Linked DNA regions of Mus musculus: region 2 is linked to region 1. Evidence: chromatin contacts called from public Hi-C data. All regions are on one chromosome and are shown on one strand. The core of a region is the stretch at or near the end of the contact, and the rest is flanking DNA. Distances in the headings are between cores, read along the strand shown.

The links. Hi-C and Micro-C count contacts between places; a contact is called where the count stands out from the background.
Region 2: a contact with region 1 is called in a Hi-C map of uterus, with 9 times the contacts expected there. The contact joins the enhancer-like site here to the promoter of Sf3b5 in region 1. A contact is called at or near these places in 8 of 39 promoter capture datasets (the 3T3-L1 cell line, 3T3-L1-derived adipocytes, embryonic stem cells and 2 more), 4 of 15 datasets of contacts at CTCF or cohesin (embryonic stem cells, large pre-B cells, pro-B cells and 1 more), 53 of 484 Hi-C or Micro-C datasets (the AML12 cell line, B cells, the BV-2 cell line and 30 more), 4 of 115 datasets of contacts at active chromatin or transcription factors (astrocytes, bone marrow-derived dendritic cells, fetal liver and 1 more) and 3 of 9 other capture datasets (embryonic stem cells, liver and macrophages).

The regions. Positions count from the first base shown.
Region 1 is chr10:13,004,651-13,011,777 of GRCm38.p6, forward strand. It overlaps Sf3b5 (splicing factor 3b, subunit 5), which reads left to right and starts at 3,800. Exons shown (of 1, transcript NM_175102.4): 1 at 3,800-4,533. The coding sequence starts at 3,973. The coding sequence ends at 4,233.
Region 2 is chr10:14,204,852-14,211,978 of GRCm38.p6, forward strand. No RefSeq gene overlaps it. Among named protein-coding and RNA genes, the nearest start is that of Gm51759, 81 kb to the left of the region's middle. Within about 2 kb of position 2,995, at least 130 of the 459 cell types and tissues checked have an H3K27ac peak or open chromatin away from gene starts, as enhancers often do. A contact at or near this core is called in the BV-2 cell line, the C2C12 cell line, the P5424 cell line and 7 more, where this site is marked.

The DNA.
Region 1 (7,127 bases), core at 2,550-5,049:
ATTGAGGTCACCAATTCGAGACCACAATCATAATTAGTAATAAGTAATAAAGAGTGCAATACCTGTGTGCAGGTCCCAGGGATTCTCACAGAACATCTTTAAATATAAAAGTAGTAGGAATTTATTATTCTGACAATCCCGTATAAAAGACACACAATCCAGCTATTTTATTTATAAGCCATAAGCCTAAATTGGGTAGATGTAGGCTTATACTAACTTATTGCTGTTTCTCCTGGTCATGTGGTTCTGGTTCATGGTGGCTTCTTCATCCTCCACCCCCCTCTCTTCTTCCTTTCTCTCTACCTGCTACCCCCTCCCCCACTCGAACCTCCAGTCTCACCTTTCTCCCCACATTGTCCAATCACAGGCTCCAGCCTTTTATTGACCAGTTAAATTGGGGAGAAGGTTTGCATGGCATCACTGAGTATGTGAGGATCTGCTCATCGGGGGCAACCACACCTTGAGGAACCACTATTTAGGAATGGAATACAAGCAGTATCAGACCAACCCGCTACATATACAGGGTAGCCCCTCCCCCCGCAAATAAATCTAGCAGAAGATGAGAGATGACCAAAGAAAGACAAACAGATTCAGTTAAAGCTTCTAAAAGTACATGAATAAATGAAAATATATTTTTATATACTAGTGAGAAAATTTAATACAATATAGGTTCAATTTTCCCCATTTATTTTATAAATTTAATATAATGTTTATTAAAATTATGCTGAGTTTTTCTACTATCTGAAAGCTGACAGAGTTAAATGTGAGGGCTTTGGGATGACTTAAATGTCATTTGGGCTGGGGTGGTGGCTCTCAGCTGTAATCCCAGGATTCAGAAGACAGGGACAGGAGTAATTCAAATTCCAGGCCAGCCTATAGAGCGAGACCCTGTTGCAGGAAAACAAAATCTAAAAGTCATCTGGGAACACACAGAAAGTACTCAGCAATTTACTTAGGTTATAAAAGTTAGTGCTCTACTTATCAAAATTACAGATCAAAACTGCCTTTCTTTCTCCAAACTTTTAAGTTTGCCTGAAAATTCTATTATACTTATAAGCCTAATACATTTTACAAATCATTTCTGAGGGGCTTTTAAAAAAATCAGAATTCCATTCAAAGTTTTGATGTTTAAACATTTTACACTTACTAATATACACATATTGTTCATTTTCTATAGGCATTGCAAAAAGACTTATCAACAAAAATCCTTTTCAAGTTTTTACATTGTCTTCATAAATATAATTAACTTAAATATGTGGGGCTAAGGCACTCCCAGTAGTACAGCACTTGCCTAAATAAGCTCTGGGTTTGTGCCAGCATTGCAACAAAACATCAACAATAGAAGTCTCTTGCTTATTCCATATCACCATATATAAGTGTTAATGGTTGAAATCTGCCCCACTAAAATTAACATAGGGAAGGCCGGACCTCCAGGACCTGAAAATGTACCTGTGTCTCAAGATGTGAGCTCTCAGATGTTGCTCTAGAGAAATGCCTGCCACCATGTTCTCTACATTGATGGCCAAGGACTCTAATGCTCTGAAACTGTAAGCCCCAAATAGCTCTGTCTTATCACAGCCATAAAAACATAACTAAGGTAAAACGAGGTCCCATGAGTGAGCCCTGATCCAGTGTGACTGGTGTCATGGAAGGGGACATTAGGACATAGATATAGAAGGAATGTCAAAACTCAGAGAGAAGATAGCACGTACAAGCTAAGAGGGGCCTTGGAATATAACCAACATCTTGCTGTTGAACTTCCCTTCTCTCCACTGTGAGGACATAGATTCCTGTTGTTTAGGCCCCTCCATAGGTTCTTGCTATGGCAGAGCTAGCAAGGGACACTTGACTCTCAATGGATGCATATGAGTGCGACTTCTTCCTAGGCTCTTTTGACTTCAGGAACGTTTTCATATTCTTAAGCCACACTTAATAACACTGGCGTCCCACTAGTTTTTTGTCTTATTTTTTACTAGAAGGGTGTTCATGGGGATCTAATTGTCTCAGTCGGAGTTCCTATTGCTGCGATGGACACTGTGACTGAAAGCAACTTGGGGAGGAGAGGAGCCGAGAAGAAATGAGTGAAGAATTTAAATCCGCAATGGACAGCAGCAGAAATACAACAGACCAGCAGGGTGATGCTGGCACACACCTTTCACCTCAGCACTAGGGAGGCAGAGGCAGGAAGATCTCTGTGACTTTGAGGTCAGGCCTCTATGTGAATTTGAGGCCAGACCGGTCTACAAAGTGAGTTCCAGGCCAGCCAGGCAGGGCTACACAGAGAGACTCTGTCTCAAAAACCCAACCCAACAAAACAAACAAACAAACAAACAAACAAAAAACAATAACAAAACCCCTGCAAACCAAAAGAAACGACAGTGAAACAGTAAACAATTAAAGGGTTAAAATGAAGCCTGACAAGGTGACTAAGCCTCTGATAGATCACTTCAAAGTCTGAAGCAGGTGCAGAGAATTTGAGTCCCTGTCTCAATAAATAAATAATAAGAGACAGGTATAGTATGGCTGGATGGCATATCCACAGGTATTGCCGTATAGTCTCTATATTTTAGGAATAAGATGTGTATTATGTTGTCTAAGTCTTGGTGTTGGTTGGTTTTATTTTTTTTTGAGACAGAGTTTCTCCTTGTAGCCCTGGCTGTCCTGAAACTAGCTCTGTAGACCAGGCTGCCCCTGAACTCAGAGATCTGCCTGCCTCTGCCTCCCAAGTGGTGGAATTAAAGGTGTGTGCCACCACCACCTGGCATGATGCTTATTATGACAAAATTTAAACAGAAGAATTAATATTGGATGGAGCGGAACTCACCTCTAATCCCAGCATTCAGGAGGCAAAGGCAGGAGGATTGCTGTGAGCTCAGGGCCAGATCCTCCCCCCACCAAGTAAACAAAAGTACCCCCAAACTCCTGTATTTTCAAATTGTCTGTCATTGTCCATTCTCTTTGGCTGTGACTGCTCTTACCCCATTCCTAAAATGGTTTTTTGAGAGTACAATCTACATCAGGCTATACATGTATCCTTAAGGGATACCATAAAAGAAGTACAATTATCTTTTCTGAGTTGTTTGTAACGTGAGAAAGTGCACAACCCCCAACGTAAGGCAGTAATCAGCAGAAAAACACAGGTGACTAGAAAGAGAGGTGTTCTTTCTATCTATCTATCTATCTATCTATCTATCTATCTATCTATCTATCTATCTATCTATCTATCTATCTATCTATCTATCTAGTCTTGAACCACATCTGACTTCAAGGAATAGCTTTTGAGTGACCTAGAGCAAACAACCCCTCAATGGGTTGAGAAACGGGAGCCTGGAGCTCGTTGTGGGAGCCATTAGTGAGACTACTGGGGCTGACACTGATCACCAAAAATACTTTTCCCAGTGCCCAAATTCTAAGAGACAAAGCTGGGACCGCGGGGGAACCATGCTGCCACGTTAGCTTCTAGGTACAAGAGTTAATTTTCCTGGTTGCTTGTAGTTGAAACCCTCTTGGATTTCCCCTTCTTAGTAGCCCAGAGCCGTGGGATAACTCTCAGAGGCCGTTTGCCATCGTCCTACAGCAGCCAGGCAAAAACAAAACAAACAAAACAAAACCCTAAAACAAACTCTTTGGACTACTTGTTCCAGAATGCAACGCTCAGACTAGAACGTGATCACCCGAGAGCCACTAAGCGGACCATCATGCAACACTCTTCGAAGTAGGCGGGCTCCGTGAGGAGACGGCCCAGTGTTTCCTAGGCAACTCCAATCCCGCGACAGACGGCACTTCCGCTTCCGCCTAGGAAAAGACTGTCTACTCCTGCGTCTCGGTGGCGTCTTTCTCCCGCGCCTGCACGAACTGAGGTTTTGCGTGGCGGCGGCGGCACCGGCAGCGGCAGCGTCTCTCACTTGAACGCCGCGAGCGGCAGCTTCTCGTCTGTGTCCTGACCTCGGAGCCTACGAGCAGAGCGGCGCGATGACGGACCGGTACACCATCCACAGCCAGCTGGAGCATCTGCAGTCCAAGTACATCGGCACGGGCCACGCCGACACCACCAAGTGGGAATGGCTGGTGAACCAGCACCGCGACTCCTACTGCTCCTACATGGGCCACTTCGACCTCCTCAACTACTTCGCCATTGCCGAGAACGAGAGCAAAGCCCGCGTGCGGTTCAACCTGATGGAGAAAATGCTGCAGCCCAGCGGGCCGCCCGCGGACAAGCCCGAGGAGAACTGAGGTGAGCGCTGCCCAGTCTTCCCCGTGTGCCGGCTGCGAGCCTCCTTGCTCCTGCATCTCGACCATTCCGTGTTGGCTGTGTCGCCTGACCTGCGTACCTGTGGAGGATTCGGAACAAGTCATGGAGAGACTGTCCGGGTCCGCTCCTTGTGAACTGTGCAGAAGGAGTGATCCCAGCATCGGCAAGCGAGGGAGAAGACTGCACGAGAGTGATGCGCATTTCGAGTCTGCTTTTCGATAGTTGATGTCTTCTTGCCTTTTTAAAAAACCATATATATATAAAGTTTAGGGTTTGCTCTATTCTTTGGTATGGATTGCTGTGTTCTTTGGGAGGTTATTAGGAGAGGGTTCTGTGGATCAAGGTTTTGTGAGAGTATAAATAGGAAATGGGGGCAGAAGCACAGGGCAAGTCCTTAAGTCGTCACACACACTTTTATGATATTATCCCACCTCAATAGTCTTCACGCGTACAGTGTGTCTGGTCCCAAAGAAACCTTGAAGCGCGGAGATTGCCCATATCCCTTTCCTACCCTTCCCTTTATGCGCTACCCCTTACCCCTTTTTCTTGATGATTACCCTTTGTGTCTTCAGAAATGATAAACTGGCAAACAAGTGGTATCACGTCCCCATCCTGCTCAGCGCCCCATTCCCCCCACCCCTCTTCCCTTTTCACCAGAGCATTTTCCAAAGGTTTGAGGGCATACATTATGCCAGCTTGAAGAGTTTACAACTTTAAAAACCATGCTTACAATGCTACTTTACTGAGATGTCATTTGAGAACAGATTTTAAGGAATCAAGAGAAATGGCCATGCAGGTGTTTTCCGGCCAGGGCAGAGGACCCAAGAGCAGCAGTGTGTTTGACTTACTGAAGGAAAACCATAAAAGCAGTATGAGTCACCAGCATACCAGTGTGGTGGTGCACACCTTAATCCCAGCACCCAAGAGGCTGGGGCATCTCTTGAGTTCAAAGAATGTGTTGGTGCACACTTGGTCCAGGTGCTTTCGAGGCAAAAGCAGAAGGATCTCGAGTGTAAGGCCAGCCTGGTCTACAGATCTAATTTCAGGACCATCAGGGCTACACAGAGAAACCTTGTCTTGAATCCTATCCCCAACTCCTCCACACAAAAGCAGTATGCTGGGAAGGGATGAACAATAGAAAACACCAGGACAAGAAGACGTGGAAGCTGGTTGGTGACTCAAAGTTTTTATGTGGGTTATAGCTATTGGCTTTCAGCAGAAGAGAAAACTAAATGCATTTTTAGTAACTTATTTAAAAGTAACAGTAGCTGGGAGTGGTGGCACATGCCTTTAACCCCAGTGGGGAGGCAGGCAATTGGATCCATGAGTTCAAGGCTAGCCTGATGAGCATACTTCAGGACAAACGGGGCTAATAGACCCTGTTTCAAACAAACAGAAGTAACAGAATTCAGGAGGGCTGGCTTTGGAGGTAAGAGTCCTTACTGTGTAAGTCCAGGAACCAGTTCAGATTTCTGCTACCAGTGCAAAAACCCAAGTTCATATAGCCCCAGTACTGTGGAGAGGATAGCTGGGGCTTTCTGACTGCCTGCTCAGCTCCAGGTTCAGATAGAGATGGTGTCTCAAGACAGTAAGGGGAGGATAGACTGGAGAGATGGCTACATGGTAAGAGGACCCTGACTTGGTACTCAGCACCTACATGGTGGCTCACAACTGTCTGTAACTCCAGTCCCAAGGGATCCACTAACTTTTGTGACCTCTGTGGACACCAGACAAAAGTGCTGTACATACATGCAGGAAAACATTTGTGTACATAGAAAATAACATCTTTAAAAGAAAAAAATGAGGAAACTCCTTTTTGCAATAGATGGAAACCATTACAGAAAAGCAGAACCAATTAAAATGCAGAGTTGTGGGACCCAATCCCAACCCATATGCCTACCCCTCCCCTAAGGCTCGGGATATTTCTGAAGAGGGGGCAGAGATATTGTTAAGTCCTGGAGAATCAGGGAGTATGCTGTAAGAGTGTCCGAGAAATGTCTGAAGCTGTACCCATAAAGTCTCACCAATGTGGCAGCCTAAAGATGAATTGAACGAGAACAGTAAACACCCTAACGTGGACAGGGAAAGGCTGTCCTCAGCAGGCCTCAACTCTCCACACCTGCAGGCAACTGAGGAATACTGAGAGGGAGAGGGAGCCTTTCCCAGGAAAGACCAGGCCAGTTAGTTAGCCAATAACAACGGTGAGCTCTGAAACCTTCACAGAAGTAGCATTACAGACTGAGCACCGCTAGGACACACACATGGAACAATTAATGGAAACGTGGACATGGATGTGAAAGAGAACAAGGAGGATTATGGGAAGGAACTGGAGGGAGGAAAGGGGGGGGGATGATATATATTAGAATCTCAAAAAAAAGTAAGAGGGTTTTTTTTTTTTAAAAAAAAAAAGATTTATTTATTTTATGTATATGAGTACACTGCAGCTGTCAGACACACCAAAAGAGGGCACTGGATCTTTACAGATGGTTGTGAGGCACCATGTGGTTGCTGGGAATTGAACTCAGGACCTCTGGAAGAGCAGTCAGTGCTCTTAACCACTGAGCCATCTCTCAGGCCCTCAAAAAAAAAAAAAAAAAGCTGGGGCTGGTGAGATGGCTCAGTGGGTAAGAGCACCCGACTGCTCTTCCAAAGGTCCAGAGTTCAAATCCCAGCAACCACATGGTGGCTCACAACAATCCGTAACGAGATCTGACTCCCTCTTCTGGAGTGTCTGAAGACAGCTACAATGTATTTCCATATAATAAATAAATAAATCTTAAAAAAAAAAAAAGCTAAGGGAATAATGGAATGAAAGGACAGACATCTTTCCGTTGCTTCTGGTGTACACAGATGCACACACGTGGACCACACGAGT
Region 2 (7,127 bases), core at 1,745-4,244, 1.2 Mb after region 1:
CTTACAAAAAAGGGAATATGCAAAAATGAGGAAACATGGTGCTGAAAAAGTATATAGCAACATGCAAAAGGGTGGATAAAGACCCCTTCTTTATCTTATAATGTTTGCAGAGAGAGAGAGAGGCAGAGACAGACAGAGAGACAGAGACAGAGAGAGGCCTTTAAGAAGAAATGTGATCTAGATTAAGATCTGAAGAAGAAATGAAATTTATAGGTGTTAAATTCAACCCATTGCCTCAGTCTACTGAGAAATGCTTACATGTCAGTCTGACGTGTGTACGCTTTCATTTCATTTCTCTTTCTGAATTACAGAAATAATCATCTGAGTTGTAGACAAATGTCACCATTTATGTGCACAACATGGCCAGGGACCAGTTTTGATTGTACTCCAGATCCTCTCATGAACATTTCCAGATCCCTCTGGTGCCTTCCTTTAGTACACCCTTTTATTTTGATATTTTACTTTAGGTGTCTGTGCTTTTTGTATGTGCATTAACATGGGTGCATGTGTGTTACCACTCTATGTGCACACATGTGATGGCCAAGTGTCAACCTCTGTTGTCTTCCTCAGATGCTTTCAACCTTTGTTTCATCTACTAATTAAAATTATTCATTGACAATTTTACACACACACACACACACACACACACACACACACACACACACACTGCATCCTGAGTACTCTCATTCTCCTCTGTAACCTGTCTCTGTGACCTTCTCTGTCCCCACAGAAGTTGGTACCAGGATTGGTTCTAGAGGAACAGAAGTATAAGAATGAATCTTTTAAAAATACTGGGGCTATTGATGCTGGTTAGCTGGAGCTAAGAAATTAGCGGTGATTAAGAAGAGACCACCATCATTGAGGTGACATCTTCTGGGAAGTGTTTTCTGAGAGCACAGAGGCTGTGTTCCAGAGATAGCCAAGGTTGTACCTTGTGCTGTGGCTCAACTTGGAAATGTGTAAGAGTTACCCAGGTGGTACTGGTTTTGAAGGCATGAAGGGGTCACGCTGAGGCTCGGCACTGTGAGAGGCCATGGAAGGCCATTGGTGAAGGTGCAGCCTCAGTTGCAATCGATGGCCCAGGACTGAGGGGGTCATGCAAAGGAGCTGAGACTTGACACCATGAAGAGAGCCTATGAGAGGCTATTGTTGAGGCCAAGTTACAGTGGAAGACAGCAGTGGTTTGGAGATGCCAGTACCATGAGATGACCACTAAGAACAGAAGCAGCAGTGGAGTACAGCTGGAGCCTAGAAGACAAGGTGTGTGCTACAAAGGGCATGGCTGGAGAAGTGACCCAAGCCCTTGGAGGAGCCCAGAAGATTGTGAGTTTGATCCCAGACATTGGACAGTTGGAGTTTAATTATTGCTTTTGATTGTGACTGTGCCCTGATATTTTTCCCTCTTGAAGGAAGAAAATATTTTAGTGGATCCCACAGGTAAGATACTTTTAATTGTAAAAAGACCTTGGATTTTAAAAGATATTGGATATTTTTAAAGGATTGAATTTTTAATATGTAAAGACTGTGGGACTTTTAAAGTTATTCAAGATCTTGGAGATGAATAAGAACTAAGGGTTGAGGCTTACTAGTGATGTGTTTGTTTGTCAAGTTGACAAGGGATCAATTATACTGGCTGGTTTTATGCGTCAACTTGACACAGCTGGAGTTATCACAGAGAAAGGAGCTTCAGTTGGGGAAGTGCCTACATGAGATCCAACTGTGGGGTATTTTCTCAATTAGTGATCAAGGGGGAAAGGTCCCTTGTGGGTGGGACCATCTTTGGGCTGGTACTCTTGGTTCTATAAGAGAGCAGGCTGAGCAAGCCAGGGGAAGCAAGCCAGTAAAGAACATCCCTCCATGGCCTCTGCATCAGCTCCTGCTTCCTGACCTGCTTGAGTTCCAGTCCTGACTTCCTTTGGTGATGAACAGCAGTATGGAAGTGTAAGCTGAATAAACCCTTTCCTCCCCAACTTGCTTCTTGGTCATGATGTTTTGTCCAGGAATAGAAACCCTGACTAAGACACCCTCCTTTGGTCTCTCACTTTCACGAGGATCCTGTTATTTACTAAGCTGACCTAGGGAGCAGTAGGGACCTTCTCAACACTGTGTTTACAAGTGTGTGCTATACCCTGCTTTTTTTTCCCTGGATTCTGGGGATGCAACTCAGATCCTCACGCCTGAGGAGCAGGACTTTGCTGACCAAGCAATCTCCCCAGCCCCTCAATGAACTTTCCTTTCTGACTCTGTTTAAAGTGGATAAACAGTATGGTTAATGTTGAATCCACTTACCACCTTGCTTTAAGATTCCTTGCTCATGCACCTCATTATATATGCTTATATCCAAAAAGGCTTGATCTTGGCTGAATGTGGGCACACTTCCCAAAGCCTCCTGATGCTTTCGGGTAAGTGGGCTGTCAATCAGAAGCTCTGGCTGAGGATGCAAATGCCTGCCCTTTCCAGCTTCATGGCTCTTTGGGTGGTGTCCTTAGGAAGCGCTCTCAGCTGGATGAGAAGCGAGTTAGACTCTGTCATACTCCACCTCATAGAACCCACTCTCCAGCTCTGCTATTTTTGCTTCTCCTCTTACACTGCTGTTTGCTCTTTAAAATAAGTGTCTGCTCATTATTCCTTCAAGCCCCACTTGACAATATCCAAAGGGACCAATTCAGCTACCAAACATGCACTACAAACATAAACAAGCGAGAGGCCGAATGAATGTTTCATTTTTCAACCTATTTTGACATGTTGGAGATGCATATTGATCTTTCCTTGCTTTCTCCGATCTTCAGCAACTACCCGGATGGAAGGAAGACAAAGAAACAGTTTTTTTTTTTTTTTTCTTTTAGTCCTCAGACTAATTGCTCTCCCTCAGTTTTTGCTTCATTGTATCATACATCTGCGGCTTCTGGGACAGATTGCAAGCTCCCAGAAGGGAGGGGGAGTAGTTTGTTATGAAACAGGAAGTGAGAGTCGGAGTAGCATGTGTCAAGCAAGGCCTGTGGTTTCTATTTAAGTGACAGAATCAGCTCTGGAGATGAAGTAGAGAGAGGAGACAGTCTTTCCTAAGTGCAAAGTCACGGCTTTTCTGAATTATATGACTGATACATTTTTGTGGAACAACATTTTTTTTTAAATTACTTCCAAACTTCATTTGAAGCTCACATTGCCAAGAAAGCCAGACTACCCTTCCCTCATAACTCCATGACATCACCCAGTTAAATCACTTTTCAGGGAACATCTCTGTTTTGCTCCTGCTATTAAGTATTATCTAATGTTCTTCCCCGAATCCACTGGAAAATTAGACTCTTTTTGTTAAGGTTTAAGTTGTAATGTTATTACTGATGTGTAGCCATGGATGGCCTGTTTTGAGAAAAAAATTAATTTTAATTTTAGCAGTAGCGTGTTATGGCTTGTGTGTGTGTGTGTGTGTGTGTGTGTGTGTGTGTGTGTGCAAAGAAGACTTTTTTTTTCTGTCTGGCAGTGAGTCACAGTTTTAGTACTTTGAAAGGCTTGCCACAGGCTTCTTTCTCACGTGTGAGCATCACTTTGAAATAACAGTGAGCCGAGCCGGCTGATGCAATTTTGAAGTTAGCTCCTCTGCAGAGAGCACAGGGAGAAGAAACAGGGAAGGCATTTGGCTAGAGGTCTCGGACAAGGTGAGAGTCCGCTGCAGCCTCCCTGTCAACCTGGATGACACAAAGACAGTGTTTGTTCCTGATCCCAGTCAGGAGAGAGACCCTCAGCAGGGGCCATAGCAGACAGCCAACTTTTTCTATGTTACAGTGTTAAAAATATACTTTGATGTCATTCTTGGAGCTTTCAAATACAGAGGAATCGCTGAACATTTGTGCACTTCTCAAAGCAAGTTATGGATAAATTAATAACAATTTTCAGGTTAAAATATAGGACAAAGTGCTATATTTTATTTTCATCTAAACAGAGACTGAGTTCTTCTTGTCTGTTACTGAATACTTTACCCAGATGCAGGGAAGATGACTTCGGCTCATCAAAAATATATGACTCGTTGAATTATCAAAATGCAGTACTTATTGAGTCTCTACTATTTAATAAGTGCTCTCTTAAAATGATATACTGAAACACTATTTAAAATTCTCTACATTCATTTACTCACATGCTTGTCCCTTCACTGTGGAATAAACAACATTACTCCATGGACTTAGGAGATGGGCTAGAGAGATGGCTCAGTGGTTAAAGGCACTGACTGCTCTTCTAGAGGTCTTGAGTTCAATTCCCGGCAACCACATGGTGGCTCACAACCATCTGTAATGGGATCCGATATCCTCTTCTGGCATGCATGAAGGGAGCTACAGTGTACTCATAAAAATAAAATAAATAAATAATTCTTTAAAAGCCCATAAATATAGGCTCATTCTCTATCTCTCTGAAGTCCAGTAGTCCGGTCTGGAAAGGCATAAGAAAAATTAGGCTCACTGTAAATACTATTCTACTGGGTGGGAACGGAAGGAATAGGTGGTCTCATGAGAGGGCCCCTTTCACTCTTTATAGGCAGAGGAGGTAGAGGACCAGGAAGTATTCTAAGAGTTAAGAAATGTTAAGGCAAGAATAGCCCACAGAGCATAGCAGTGGTCATTATGACACCGCTCTGATTGTCGGCTGTCCCACCAAGCACTGATGCTGTCCTACAGTGTCCCACAGAACACTGTAGATGGGGAGGTGGCCTGAGAGGGCAGAAATCATCCAATGAGCCTCCACCGAGGGGCCTCTGCAGAGTGTGCATGCTGGTTCCTGATTTAATAGGGTTCCCTTTGTGCTGCATCTCAACAAGATTCTACATAGCATGTGCTAAAACGACAATTTCCTTTTCAGAGCTAAAAAGGAACCCTTTGGGCTAGATTATGTAGAGCTATATGTACCTTAGACAGATGATGCCTATCGCCTGCATTAAACTCTCATCATAATAAAAGTAATGGAGATGGTAAGGATAATGAATGACATCACACATTTTCAAGGAAAGGGCATGGAGACCCATTGAAGAAAATTATAGGATGTCTTTCGATGTTTTAAAAAGAAACACGCAGTAGCTTCTACCATTTCACAGAAATGGGTGTATTTTGCCTGATCATATTCAATAAGGCATCGCAGAGGGAATATATAAATGCATACATATGTTTCAGAAAGACAATTTGAAGATGGCTAATGCGCCGAAAGAGTCTAGGGATGTGGTAACAGTATAATGAAACAGATGCTGCAATGCTCACAAACACCGCATCTGCGCTGCAGGTACTGAACAGATGAGGTGAATTAAAATCATCTGTTTCTACTATTCCTCTCAACCCACTTACATAATCCTGGGCCAACTCCTAAAGGGGAGGATTTGCTGAACTTCCTCTTCCTTAGTTCTTGGTAAAGAGTGAATCACGGAGTGCTTACCGCTAAGGAAGACAAATCTCTCCACAACCCAGAGTATGGTGTGATATACATGCAACAAGGGAGAGTGACAGTGCACCAAGAAATCTCTGTGAACCAAGTTCGTGGTTTTGCTTCTAGCTGCTATCTTTCTGGGATCATTGGCCGCTGAGGCTCAGGATGTACCCCTGGGGTAATGGTTTCCACACAGTGGGGATAATTCTCAAGACAGCACTCAGTTCAGATGTCCTTTTCTCTCCAACAGTCAGGGTGGTCTCGGAAAGCCTTTCCATAGCTGTGTGGAGAGGAAAAGAAGGTATTTTGTAACAGGCAAGTGGCAGTGATTCCACATTGGAGAGTGGGCCCTGGAGACAAGCCAGGCTCTCCACAGTCTTGCGTTTGCCTGAGTCTGTGCATTCGCAAGTAGAACTCGAAATAGCACGAGTTATATAAAGACGGCTGATGAAGACGCTGAACTTTAATGTGTGATGCTGTGAAATCATAGATGACACTAGCAAATTCTCCAAATCAGTCTTTAAAGAACGTCACTTGTACACTGGTCCAGAGTACTGCAAAGGTCCTGTCCTGTTCTGGGAAGAGAAAGAGCAGCATCATGAGGGAACTATCTGCCCAGCTGGGTCTGACCATGGCTTTCCTCAGTTCCTCGGTGAGGAAAGAGCTGAAGTTAGACAGCAGGCTATCATCTAGTTCTACCTGCAGCCTAATTGTCATTAGTTATTGTGACTCTGGACTGTTTCAGGTGAGCAAGATGTTCCACCGCATCGGTCTAGTGGTACTCAAGGGTCGGTTTTGTGTGCCTATGTGTTTGCGTAGATATGTGTACACATATTTTCCTTTAACAATATAATAAAAGTAATCCCATCTGGATCTGCCACAGTGAGATATGTGCACTAGATATGCGCTACTGATATAGCAACACCAAACAGCACTCCCCAAACACAACCCCAACAGGGAAAATTCCTCTCTGGGAGTGCCAGAAGAGCACCCGCAAGTCTGTGCTTGTTAAAGCGATTCGTGGAATGTTTGAGAGCTGAACACCAGGCCTAAGGCCTTTTTTTTTTTTAATATGCAAGGATGCTGAGGCCAGCACAAAAGGCTATCCCTGGGACTAGAACCCCTGATCTCAAGAGCATCCTTCGAGTTCTCACTGAGAACACAGGGAACTGATGCAGCCTTCCAGTAGAAGAGATTGTGCGATGTAATCATGTTACCTGCCCCACAAAGAATTGTATTTCCCAACCTGAAAAATGCACCCTGGATTCACGCATGTGTGACAATGAAGCCAGAGCTCTTATGAAGAGCCTTTCTTGTTCCTTTATTTCTCACTGGTTATGGGAGAATGGCAGAGCCATCACTCACTATGTTCCCCAGCACGGCTAGGAAACCGCAAATCTGCAAAGACAGATGGTGGGAGGGGACAATTTTGGAAATAGCATCATGGAGGCTGAAGTGTCTCACTCTCTAGTTGGGCACATCTGTTTCCTGACCACTTAATTACCTCTCGCAAGAGTCCAAAGCCTGTGCTCTTTCCTGTTTTTCTAGTCACAGGTAAATGCTTCTACGCTCCACATGGTCCCAAACATAAAACAGAGAGAAGTCCGCTTTATGTATTGCTAGAAGATAAATACAGATCTCCTCTGCAAACATGTCACCATTTCTAAAGAGTTATGGTCTCAATGGATGGAGACAGAATATAAAAATCTCTCACAAGAAGTGAG